Regions from separate parts of the Columba livia genome. Here region 1 is linked to region 2. Evidence: chromatin contacts called from public Hi-C data. All regions are on one chromosome and are shown on one strand. The core of a region is the stretch at or near the end of the contact, and the rest is flanking DNA. Distances in the headings are between cores, read along the strand shown.

Region 1 (6,082 bases), core at 1,225-3,724, 240 kb before region 2:
CAGTTGCAATCGGCTTTTCTTGAGGGGTTCGAACGACAAAAATCTGTCCAAATAATTCATAGCCAAGGGGAAAACTTCCTCTTCGCACTTCTGCTCCTCGCAAACCTGCAAGAAGGAGAGAGATCGTTGAAGAATAATTTAATATAGGCGAAAACTGGGCTTGTCCTGTCTTCCCTTCCCCCCCCACCTCCCAGGCTTTGCAGGGCAAGGTTGAAAGAGACGAAGGGGGAAATGCAGTGGGGGGAAACGGATAAAAAATGGAAAAACAGAGACATCAAAGAAAATGAAAGAGAAAGTCACGAGTGACAAAGTGGGGAGAAATGTGGCGTTAGAAATCCGCAGGCGATTCACGGTAAAATGTGGGGGGTGGGGGGGGGGATCGAAAAGGAGGTCTGTCCCCATCTTCCAGCCCCTAAGACAATTTTTTTAAAAAGGAAGAAAAAGGAAAACGGAGGAAAATGCGACCCCCCGTGCCTGGGAATGGGGTGCAGAGCCAGGCTTGGCCCCGCATTTATTTATTTCGCTTTTATTTTTTCATCCAATTTGCCGTTGTGCTGCCTATTCCCTTCTCTGGTCGAGACACAAAGGTGGCGTCCAGCCTCATTTCCCCAGACGTCATCTTTTCAAAAAATATTTAAAAATATTTAAAAAATCCGTGGAGCTTTCAAAAAAGGTTGAAAATGAAGCGGCGGGGGTCCTTTACCGAACCCCGTGGACGTGGTCATCCTGGGGGGCTCCGGGGAAGCCCCCCGAAGTGAAATTCACCGCCTCCCTATTCGCCCTGCAGCACAACCGGGCGCGACATTTCCCAGAGCGAGGCAGGGCGCTGCGCTTTCAAAAATTAATTAAAAATAGATCGCGGGCGCCCAGGCCTTCCGAAAAAGCATGAAAATGTAGCCCAGTCCCTGGGGCTCCCGCTGGGAGCCCCCCGAGACTTGTCCCTCCAGGGGACGAGGCTCTTTCCAACTCGCTTTTCCCAGGCGACCTTGCAGATCGCCGCCGCGCACAAGCGTGCCTTTGAGGGGTGACCACAGCTCCAGCCTCTCTTCGCGCTGAACAAAGAAACTTTCACCCTGCAGCTCCCCCAAGAAACGCCGGAGCCCCTCGGGCCGGTCCCCCTGCCCGCAGCCCCAGCGGGGTCCCCCGGCCCCCGACCTTCTTCCTCCGGCCCTTTCCTCCGCTCTCCCCCCGCCACACACACCCTTGGCTTGCTCCCCGGGACTTTCTTAATTTTTTCTCTCGATTAATAAACACTTTTTTTTTTTTCTTTTGCTTTGCAAATAAAAAAGAACAAAGATGGCGCATAACACTGGCACGGGCAGCCACTTGCATACGTGTACAAGGATATTAATTTAAAATAAAATCCCCAGAAAAAATTAACTGGCATGGTTTCCCGGCGCGGCCGGGGGCTCGGGAACCGGGGCCGCTCCTCGGAGGGGGGTCCGGCCGAACCGGCTCTTCCCCGCGCTCCCCTCCGCCGGTACCGCTTTGCCCCGACGGCCGGAAAAGTCACCGGGGCACCCCCGGACCCCCGACGCAGTGTTACCGGCGGTGAGGGGGAAGGGGGGTGTCCGCCGCTCCTCCGCGGCGGGACCCGAGGATAAAGAAGCGACAATAACGGCGACAGCGATCGGAACCCCGGTTCCCATCCCCTCCGTACACCCGAAGCCGGAGCAACGTGTGCCGCGCCGGGGAACTTTATTTCGGGAAGGGGGGGGGCGCCGGGCGCCGCAGGAGATGGGGGGGCAGCTCTCCGCCTTAATTCATTTCGGTGCCGAAGCTTGCAAAGGAAGAAAAAAAATGCCCCGAAAGATACAAACCTCCAGCATCCAAGTGGCAACTATTTTCCTCATATATGGCAAGATTTCTTTCTGCACGCACTTGAAGTAGGAGACGGAGGGCGAGCAGGTCTCCTCCGCCTTCAGCATGGTCTGCAGCACCCTGTCATTGAGGAGGTTGGCATCCAGGTAGGCTCGTCGGATGGTCTCCACCTCGCAGCACAGCAGCTGATGTTCCATGTCTGCCTCCGTGGTCTCCGCTCAGTTTTTTCTGCAGGAGGGACTGAGTCAGTCGCTCGCTCGCTCCCTCTCTCTTCCCCTTCCAGGAGTCCCTTGGATGCTGCTTCTGCTACTGCCGCTACAGCCCTCTGGAGGCTGCAAAACTTTCTAACTTCCAACAAAACTCTCCTGTATAGTCCCTGTGACGTTACTGTTGTTAAGCAGAGATCAAAGCACGAGAGAGAATGAGAAAGAGAGAGAGCCAAAAGCAAGGGGCAGAGCCCTAAAGCCATCCCATAGGCTTCAAGTCCTTCCCCTTTGCTTAGCTTATAGAGAGCAGAGGTTTAATGCAAATGCAAATGAGACAAGGGCTTGCTTTCAAGGGCAAGGGAGAGGTGGGGGAAACCCAAATTGTCTCTATCATGCATAATTTTAAAAATGGAGCGAGTTCTGCAATGGGAGCCAAATGATGAATGGGGCCAGGCCACACACAGACACGCGGGGGTATAAATACAAGGAGGCTTGGTCGGTATTATTTTACTGGGGGCGCCGGGGAGGGGGACCGGGGCACGACCAGTGCGTTGCTGTTCCTTATCAATTATTACTGTTGCCGTCACCGGTGCATACCTGCGATATCTGTCGCTTAAAAGGCCGCGCTCCCAACCTGAACTCCTGCTCTTTGTAGTCGATCCCAAGGGAAAATCTTTCTCCCATTTCCTACTTTTTCCCAGCCTAGATGGTTTTGCCGCACGCCAGAATTGTAAAGACATTGGGGTCTCCTCCCCATTTGCCAAGATTATGCTTTTTCTCCTCTTTTTTAACATATTTCTTTTAACTTTAAAGGTTTTGCCATCCAAAAGGGGCACAGGGGTGGTGGGGGACAGGGTGCCGGCTAATCCGAGCCGCAGCGGGCGGCGGGCAGGCCGTGCTCGGCACCCCACCCCCACCGCACAGCCACCCAGAAAAAATATCCCAGCAGAGCAGCAAAATGGTGGCCAGAGCTTCCTCTTGCACCTAAAGGGAGATGAATCGGTGGGGGGGGAAGAGAGGGAGGTGCCGGCAGCCGCCTGCCGGGGCCTCATCCGACACGCCACGCTGCCGGGACAGCCTGTCCACGCGTGACGCGCAACCACGGGGCCCCACCGTAAATAACTCCCGTGATGAACTGCCTGTACCTGAAAACGCTTTACTTTGCGTCGTTTCTAATTAAAAAGGTCTTTTTTAAACCCCCTCGCTTTCTCGAGGGGATGATAACGGAGCTTGGGGCCTGCTGGAGAACACCGGAGGTGCCACCAATGCAGCGCTGCACGGGAGGAACGACTCGTCCCGCACCAAAGCGGCGTGGGGAGAAGCGGGAAGGCCATAAATGGGGGTTCACGCGGCCTTCTGCCCGCTCGCCCCTCAACCTGAGCGCTCGGATTGACCCCAGCCATGGTGTTTTAACATCAACCGGGGTGCGGTGCCGTTAGCAGGAACTACCGGTGGTACGGCATCGCCAGCAAGGTCTCCTGGCCGCGGAGAACATGCCGTGGAGGCCATGCCATGGTGGACACGCCGTGCAGTCACACAGCATCTCTCCTGCATGACCTGCGGGGAAAAGCAGTGCCAAAGATCACAGGGCATGTTGTTGCACAGTTGCGTGTTTATGTAATCTCTCCGCGTGAAATATCTGCCCATCTTTCCTAGTTCACCGCTTTGCTTGACCATTCGTCTCCATTTTGGCTTTGCTGGCACGTCGGAGGCCCGGGGATCTCGGTTCCCCTCGCACGCCGCAGCCCGCGGGGCGAATCTGGACGGTTCCTCGGTGAGGAAGCTGCCCCGTGCCCGCGTCCCTCCCTTGTGCTTCGACACACAGTTCTGTTTTCACAACTTCAGGTTTTAATTTTTAAGGAAGAATCACACCACGACCCAGCACTTCCAGACTGGATCGCAGCCTGCCCAGGACGCAAAATTAGGGGGGTCGCATTTAATTGACTTCCCTGCACCTTTCTAGCGAGCAGTGGCTCTGGGGGTGCAGGGACCCCGCTCCCCTGGGTCACACCAGCTCTTTGCCTCCAAACATTTGTCCCCGGCCACGTCGCCCGAGTCACCCGGGCTCCGTCACCCACGCCTCCGGCATCCTCGCCCTCCCGCCTGGGGTGGGCTTGGAGAGAGGGGTTTATCCCCCCCCGTTTTCAACCCGAGGCCGGTGTTTCATTCACACCCGCTGCCGGCGGGCGGGGAGCGGCGCTGGCCCCGGGCCCGGGGGAGCCCCCGGCGGGCGGCGCGGGGCGGCGCGGCCGCAGGAAGCGGCCATTAGCGGGAGCCAATGGGGGCGCCGGGCTGTTACCAGGCGGATCGGGCAGATCTCGGCGCGGGGCTCGCCCGGTCCCGCCGACACAAAAGGGGGACGGGTCACAAGCGCCGGAGCCGCGGCCACCGGGACGGCTCGCCCCGGTGACAGCTCCGCGCTCCGCACCGGGCGACCCCGCACCTGCCCGAGCCGGGGAAGCGGCACCGCGGTCCCGCCCCCGTCGCTTGGCAGCGGGACGGGGCTGCGGCGGCGCCCGGCGTTACCGGCTCCCCCAGCCGCCCCCGGGGATGCCCGCTCGGCTCCCCGCCCCGGGGTGCGCGCTTAACGGGCGCGCCGCCGCCCGGCCCGGGGGCGGGATCCGCGCTGCAGCCGCCGCCGCTCTCGCCCCGGGGCTTCCGACAGCGCTTCCGACGGCGCTTCCTCCCCCGCCGCTCCCGCCCCGCCCCGCGGCGCCGCTGCCGGGGACGCCGCTCCCGCCGGCACTTTCTCATGACGTCACCCCGCCCCGCGCCGCCGCCCGGCGAAAAGGGAAGCTCGGGGTGCGCGCCTGCGCGCGGGGGCGCGCATTCCTCGCGTGCCGCCGGCCGCCGTAATCTTCCGAAGAGCCGCGCGGCGGCGGCGGGAGCGACACCCCGACCCGACATCCTCGGGGCGAAACGGCCCCGAGCGGATTGAACCGGCACAAACGGACCCGCTTCCCTCCGCTGCGGCGTCTCATTATGTCCTGCTAATGAGGCGGGACGTGCCCCGGTGCGCGGTGGGTTCAGAGTTCTTGGTCTTAGGAGTTGGACTCGGTGGTCCCCGGGGGTCCTATCGCACTCGGGACACCCTACGATTCCATGGTTCCCGTTCCCGGGGCTCTGGTGGGACCCTGGCGAGGAGCACAACCTGGGGACAGCCCGGCTCCTGGGTTGCACAGCCGCCCACCGTGTTTTCCCCTTGGGATGCACATCCTGGACCTGCTGCAAAGCCAAATGTCTTGTAGATGCATCTGAGAGGTCCCCAGACTGTCCCCCTTAGGCAGACACCAGTGTTTATGGGCGAGATGCTCCTACAAGGCATCACTGAAGCTTTCTCTTGTTTGCATCTCATGCTGGCCGCATCAGGAGCCACAATGTAGGGTCGTGATAGGGGATTTGAAGGAGCAAAGCTCAGGGAGGATTCCTATGGGAGATCCACCACCAAGCTGGGGAGAGGCACAAGTCTGGGTGGGAGGGAGGGGGAGCGGCCGGACAGGGTGTCCCGAGGTCGGGGGCACCACTGGTGGGGCTGGACTGGCCACAGCCACCTTCTGGAGCTGGTGGAATGCAGCCCGAGCTGAGCCTTGGGTGGTGGAGGTAAGAAAGTGAGAAGGGAGGCAAAAGGGCTGAGGGCAGGGGGAGAAAAAGGAAGGAACCAAGGCCTGGTTTTGCTTCTTTATCAAGGGAAACCTCATGTCCAGCTGCGCCAGAAACGAGCCGATGTGAGGAGAGGCAGCAAAGGAAGCCTGGCAGACAGTGTCGGGGTGCATAGACAATGTCTTTATGCACCAACATCCTCAAAGCGAAAACGTTTCAGTGGAAAATATTTTGATTTTAAAACCAGTTTCGCTGTGTGCTGTTAACCCAGAGGTCTCAGTTAACAGGGTGTTCTGGTAACATATCAGCATGAAATTAACCAACATAGGCTCTAGTGTGTGATATGGATTAGTGAGCTATCCACACAGAGCTTTGAAACTTGATTTACAAGGTAGAAAAGGAACGTTTTCTTCATTACCCAAACTGGTGCTTCCTCTGTAGTGTTGCAAGGCAAC
Region 2 (6,228 bases), core at 3,708-6,207:
AGGGTGGAAAGAGGAGAGACCACAGTAAAAGGGAAAGGAGAGAAAATAAATGGGCCTGAGTAGATTTGAAAGACAACTAGAAATGACCATAACTAGACCAAGATAGTGTAGGTCTTTCTGATTATGAAATTGGCCATTAAAGAGACCAAAAAGATACAAGCAACCAGGTAGAATATGACCAGGTAATAAATATTTAGAAATAAAAAGAGAGGGTGTTTTGTTTTTTTTTTAAGGAAAGAAAAATGATCCACAATAGTGGATTTGAGCAGCTCCCTTATGGATTTGATAAACTCAGTCTCATCAAGAGGTTGTTGTGAGCCTGGTTCATTAATCATTCGGCCATCTATCTAGTGCTGTGTCCAATATCTCAAAGTCTGCAAGTCAGACACTATCTTGGCAAGTCCGAACCACTGGGCAAACAGCAGATTAGAGGGCCTATGAAAAATTCATCACACTACATAATTCTACAAGGAACACAGGAGACAGAGGCATAACAATGTGTAGGATGGCTGAAGTCACAAGGTAAAGCTTGGAAGTGGAAAATGCTAGAAGGAGAATGAAGAACAGCGCATGGAGAAGATAGCAGGGAAACTGTAAGGACAGGGTAACGTAGGTGTGGTTTGGAAAGATGGAAGAAGGCTGAAATAAGAGAAAAGGACCAGGCAGATTATGAAGGATAAGGTTTAAAAAAAGTTCCAATAGCAGCTTGTGTCATTGTTGAAACTTCTATTTTTTAAACACATGTCACTATGGCAGAGCCAAATCAGGTGTGCTGTGAAGGAAGGAGTATGTACAACAGTTCAGACCACACTGGGTATTAATAATTTGACAGATGAATAAACTCTTCCTTTCCTCTTCTGCCCACTCCACTAAGTTCTCCTCCAGTTCTCCCACCATCACGCATCCACCTGTATCAGTGTCCACTGAGATTTGGAAGCACACTGACAAGTGAAGTGTCTCCCAAGACAAAAGGACACAGAAAAACACATAGGTAAGTGTGATGGAGCCATCACTTTTGGGATGAATCCAGCCAATTTCACATTTTCCTCTCATGGCCCCTGTGGGGTTTGAATAACGCCTTTTCATTTCCAAGCACTAATTAGTCCCCACAACACTCCATGAGATAACTGAGCAATTAGTATTACCTCTATTTAACATGGAGGAAAATTAAGACTAATAGATTGAACAATTTAACTACACCCCAGGGAAAGTTAATTCCCAAAGCAGGGATTTAGATGAAATAAGCTCTTAGCACCATTCTCTCACCATAGTAATCGATAGTATTGCTGTCACTTGAAAAACTCAAAGCAAGATTGATAACTGTCATAATGCTTTAGGGCCGTACCTGTTCTTCCTTTATTTTACACCCCTGTGGTTAATCAACATGAATTATTGACACAACTGGAAACTGTACAACTCTCAGGGCCTTTGTCAGTAGCCCTTTACTCTCTTTTCTGAAAAACAGGCTCAAACCTCAAAAACACAGTAGTACACTTAAAATGAATAGAGAAGAAAGAAACAAACAGAAAGTGGACAAGAAGGACAACAGCAAATACAAGGAAACAAGCAAGGATCATACTGAAATCCTCCAAGAAAGACCAAGGTATTTCAGAAACTAGCTTATTGGACAACAAGTGGACTAACGTGAGAGGAACCACGCGACAATGAGCAAACCAAGGCTGTGAGCTTCAGAAGTATGGTGAAAAATAGGGAAATTTCCCTGAAAATGTGGAAGGAGGTTGCAATCAGAACATGGAATATTATAGTCCCCTGTACCCCGTCCAAGCCAACCTTACTAACCTGTAAGTGCTCATGTCTAGTCCGGGCAGCATGTATCTTTGTTCTAACTTCTGTGGCAAAAAAAAACGGACTGACAGTGCTTTAAATCCACCTCGCATCGCTCACAGGAATAGCCTTCACACATACATCTAGAATAGCAGCAAATGTACAACAAAAAGCTTTTCAAATATTGGGTAAATCTTCCACTCCTGTCTTGTCTGCACAAGAAACCCAAACAGCAGAACGTGGAGTACAGTTTGGCACAAATTCTGATATTTTTTGGGTTCTCTTTGGGGCTTGTTGTTATGAAGAAACAGTGACTGGTGGGTAACACGTTGCTGAAAACAGGTAAATCTTTATGTAGCACCTCAGAAGCTTGAGAGTCAACTAAGAGATGTTATGGTTGAATTAAACATGAATTTTCAGTTCGCTTTTTAAAAGGAATGACTCATTATTTTGCCTGGCAGTTACTTTAGTGGCAAAGCAACGTGCTCTTGAACACCAAGAAAAAAAATAATAATAAATAAGGAATGGCACATGTAATATGATGATGATTCAGCAGCGGCGGGTGGTGTGGGCTGTCAGCTAAATATCCTGTGAGATACTTTGTTGGCTAAAGCTAAAATTATTATGGTAGAAAGATAAATGGTACTCACGCTGTTTCTGGGAGATTTTTCTGTCTCTTCTTCAGATGATGTGCACATGATCACACGTTGGTAACTGCCCATGAAACACATGCTGCTGAAGTCAGAGATTTATCATTTTCCCCCAGAGGAAAAAAACTCACCCGTTAGTTTTATAAATATAACCAGGAAGCAGCTTTTGCACTTAAAAGAAATCAGTAACAACCTCTGCACCTCTGAGATTAAGTCTAGATGACATTTCAAGCACATAAGGTCCAGTAAAGTTGATCCCAACCTAAAGAACACAAGATCATTTACTCCTTGCACAATTGAAATACAAACCTCATCTCATTTTAAAAACGGCTTGAATGGCTGGGACTAAACAGTGGAGGTTGTAGCAGCCCTAAAATTCAGGTTTATATACCTGGACCCTCATTTAGGACAAATAATTTATTGTGGGAACTAGTTTTAGGAGCTTACTAAATAACTACTTAACCAAAGCTCTCTTATATTTTTTCATCTTGTTTTAACCCTCTTTGGACATATTAATAACATTATTGCAATTTCTGAATTGTTGCAAAAGGAAAGCCCATTTCTGACAGATCGCAGACATTTTCTCAAGAAATTAACTTAATTTGGAGATTTCAGCCCAACTAATTCAAAGTGGAAGCAACATATAAAGGCAACATCCTATCTGGGTAAATAAATAATTACAAGTCCATGGGGCTTTAGTGACAGTTCTTGCAAAGGACTTTAATAAGAGCAGGGTTTAGCTAACAAATAACTGCCCCTCCTTGACAAGCTCTTAAGTTTGTGGATGGAGCCACAGGTGAAAATATTTATACAAATGTCTACACTAAGCTGCAGTAGCTTAAAAAAATAGTATAAATTATCATCTAGTCAGAAAAAAAAAATAAAGCAAAATTGTTTGCAATTTACAGTCCCTCTGTGATTGTGTAACTACGCAGATACTTCACCTATACCGGCCATGCTATTATAAACACCTAGAGAAAGTGCTCTGGTGGTGACTAAGCATTCTAAAAGCTTTTCACTGGCACGTCAGGTTTGTAGGAGGTTTATTTTCACAATCAATGTAGCCAACTTTTGGGCCAGCCCTTTTAAAAACTCTCAGGCACTCTAGAATTATCCTAAATATCCACAACTAGTTCCCTCTGCGACAGCTCCAGCCTTTCGGACACATTAACATTTCAGATTACTCCCATTACTTTAAAATACCCTCCTGTGAATTAGCACACTGAGATGGGAATCACTTTACTGACATCTCACGTGTTTTCCTAACGTGGCCACAGTCGCACTTCAAGTCCTTGATCGGTTTGACATGAAAAATAAATAAATGAATATATAGATCTGTGAGTAGCTTCACGCTGGTCTCCTTTAGACATACCTAAAGGTGTTTGAGACAGCTTCCCAAGAGGAAAAAAAAAAGGAAAAGAGTTCCTTATAATAAACAGTCTGGGAAGGGGAAAGAACAAGTGTCTTAGGCAGAAAGAGAATTACATTTAGCTGCAATGAAATAAATGTGTCCCGTGAAACAGGAAGAAAAGGGGAGGGGGGCAGTGGAGAGGGCAGCAGACAACTCTGACTTGCTCGCTCTTTCCAGGCTTTGTATTTATTTCTGTCATGGATCTGAAAAGGCAGGCAGCAGACTTTGTAGAAGCGCCTTATGAAATGGGGTAAATAATGGACCCCAGATGCCCTTGTTTCCTTCATTATTCAGTCTAGGCCTTCAAAGCTGTTCTGCAGTGTGAGGTATCCGAGGGAGGTAGAGTGTTCTGTTAACAAGATTTCAATGAGCTTTGGAAGCAGGTCTGGGGAAGCTGCTGGAAACGCTACAGACATACAGTACCTTTGTGCTTTCCTGACCTGCACGGAGGGAGAAAACACGGGACAGAGGGTGCCTTGATTTTTAAGAAAACTCCATCTAAACAATACATAAACAAGGACAGCAACACTTTGTGTGTGTGTGATCCCATTAACCCAACATTCTCAAAGCATCTGAAAATACGTTAAATCATTAAGCCCAATAATTGCTTCAAACCGAAGCACAAAGAGTTTGGAAGATGTATTAAAAGAGCACAGTGAGCAACTGGCGGCCAGGGCTATGAACCCAGACATTCTGGCTTCTACTGTCCTTGCTCCTGCCCCTGATATGAAGCAACACTGCCTGCCAGCCCAGCAACAAAATATGGACAAAAGACATTTCACTTTTGCTTTGAGGCCCACCCCAGGCATTTCTCTGTGCATATTTCTAAGATTCCTCATGATTCGTCATCAACCAAGAGCCACGTGAACCCAACCGACATACCCAAACACTTCACTTTTTTGATGGGTTTTGCAGTGCCTGGTAGTTCAAATAAAGTCTCCACAGATCTCACCCATTGCTAATAACTATTAATACATATCTTTCCCTCTGCTTTTTTACTTTTCCTTGCTCACTGACGTGAACATTTAAAAACCAAGCCATGTCTCAGCAAGCATTAAAAAAAAAACAAAACAAAACAAAAAGAAAAAAAGAGAGAGAGAAAGAGATTCCTGGCTATTTCAAGTTGCCATTCTTCTTTTAGCTTTTGCTTTCTTCACCGTTGACACCAGCCGCTCTATATTTACTCTAGCGACGTTACATCCTGTACATGGGGACGGCTCCGTACACTCAGATGTTTCCGAGTCACTTGGGGTATAAGGATGTATTGTACGCTGCATCCTTTCTGTTACTGCGTCTGACTCTGAAGTGTGCAATCTTATCTTAAAAAAACGCAATGGCTCCACCTAAAGGACATATTATGTATATAGGAAGAGTAATTCCATTTGCAGCAGCTCTCTCTAGCCTGCCATGTGCCTCTGTGCTCGTGTACAGACATGTGCTTTTGACAACACTGAGCCCCATAGTGGCAATTCTCATTTTCTCAGGCATCAGCGCAGCACAAAGATCATTCATGATTATAAAATCATGCATACAGAAAGAGACATCCATATTTTTATAGCTCCTCTGATAAGACTGTAACAGAAAAGACAACTGTTAAAGCAGCTGCCCTGTTCTCCGCACTCAAAACGAATGTAACAGGCATGTCTAATAGAACAATTTGAGCAGTTTTAAGGAAGATTAAATATAGGAAGAAACACTCTTGCCAACAGAATGGCAAGTCAATATAATCCATATAAATCTCTCACCAAAAATGTGTGCTAGAATACAAGAAATTTAAAGAAAAAACAGGATAGGAGATCCTTTCAATCTGTTATATCTAGGTTATACATTAGTATATATGCTGCTTGTATATCTTCCTATTTGTTATGCAATGGTCCAACATTCCCAGAAGAGTGGAGGAGTTTTCAAGAACAAGTTTAACTTGTTCTCCTTTCTCAGCATCTGTCATAGATTCCATAGTTCATTCTTATAGATAATTTCTGTGAAAGCATGAAGTGCTTTCACAACTGAGGACAGGCATTAACAAACACTCTTCCTAACAAATATTTGAGGGTTTGATCGCTTGGAATGTACACTTTTCCAAAACAAAACAAACGCAAACAACTTCAAAGCTAATACAAGAAAGTCTATAGGTGGTTAGAGTTCCATGTTATATATTCATCCAATTTGTTTCATTTACAACTGCAAAACTTAGAAAAAGTATCTGATCCTTCAAAAGTGTTTGTTTATAAATATACCAGAGACAGAGTGACTTATGCATGGCAACTAGTTCTCAAATGAGAGTAGCCATTCCGTGCTTTGGTTTTAAAAAGGAAAGATTAAGACACAATCAATTGCAGGACAAAAGTTATTTTATGAGGTATCGACTAGTTCAAAATGTTG

Evidence for each region. A called contact is a pair of places that touch in the nucleus more often than the background predicts.
Region 1: a Hi-C map of crop shows a contact between it and region 2, with 4 times the contacts expected there. The contact joins the promoter of CCND1 here to the enhancer-like site in region 2. A contact is called at or near these places in 2 of 2 Hi-C or Micro-C datasets (crop and liver).

Annotation. Positions count from the first base shown.
Region 1 is chr5:65,809,920-65,816,001 of bColLiv1.pat.W.v2, reverse strand. It overlaps CCND1 (cyclin D1), which reads right to left and starts at 2,474. Exons shown (of 5, transcript XM_005511057.4): 1 at 1,821-2,474; 2 at 1-105. The coding sequence starts at 2,018. It overlaps LOC110365151 (a long non-coding RNA gene), which reads left to right and starts at 4,358. Exons shown (of 11, transcript XR_010473161.1): 1 at 4,358-5,047.
Region 2 is chr5:65,574,105-65,580,332 of bColLiv1.pat.W.v2, reverse strand. No RefSeq gene overlaps it. Among named protein-coding and RNA genes, the nearest start is that of SMIM38, 110 kb to the right of the region's middle. Within about 2 kb of position 4,957, at least 3 of the 3 cell types and tissues checked have an H3K27ac peak away from gene starts, as active enhancers do.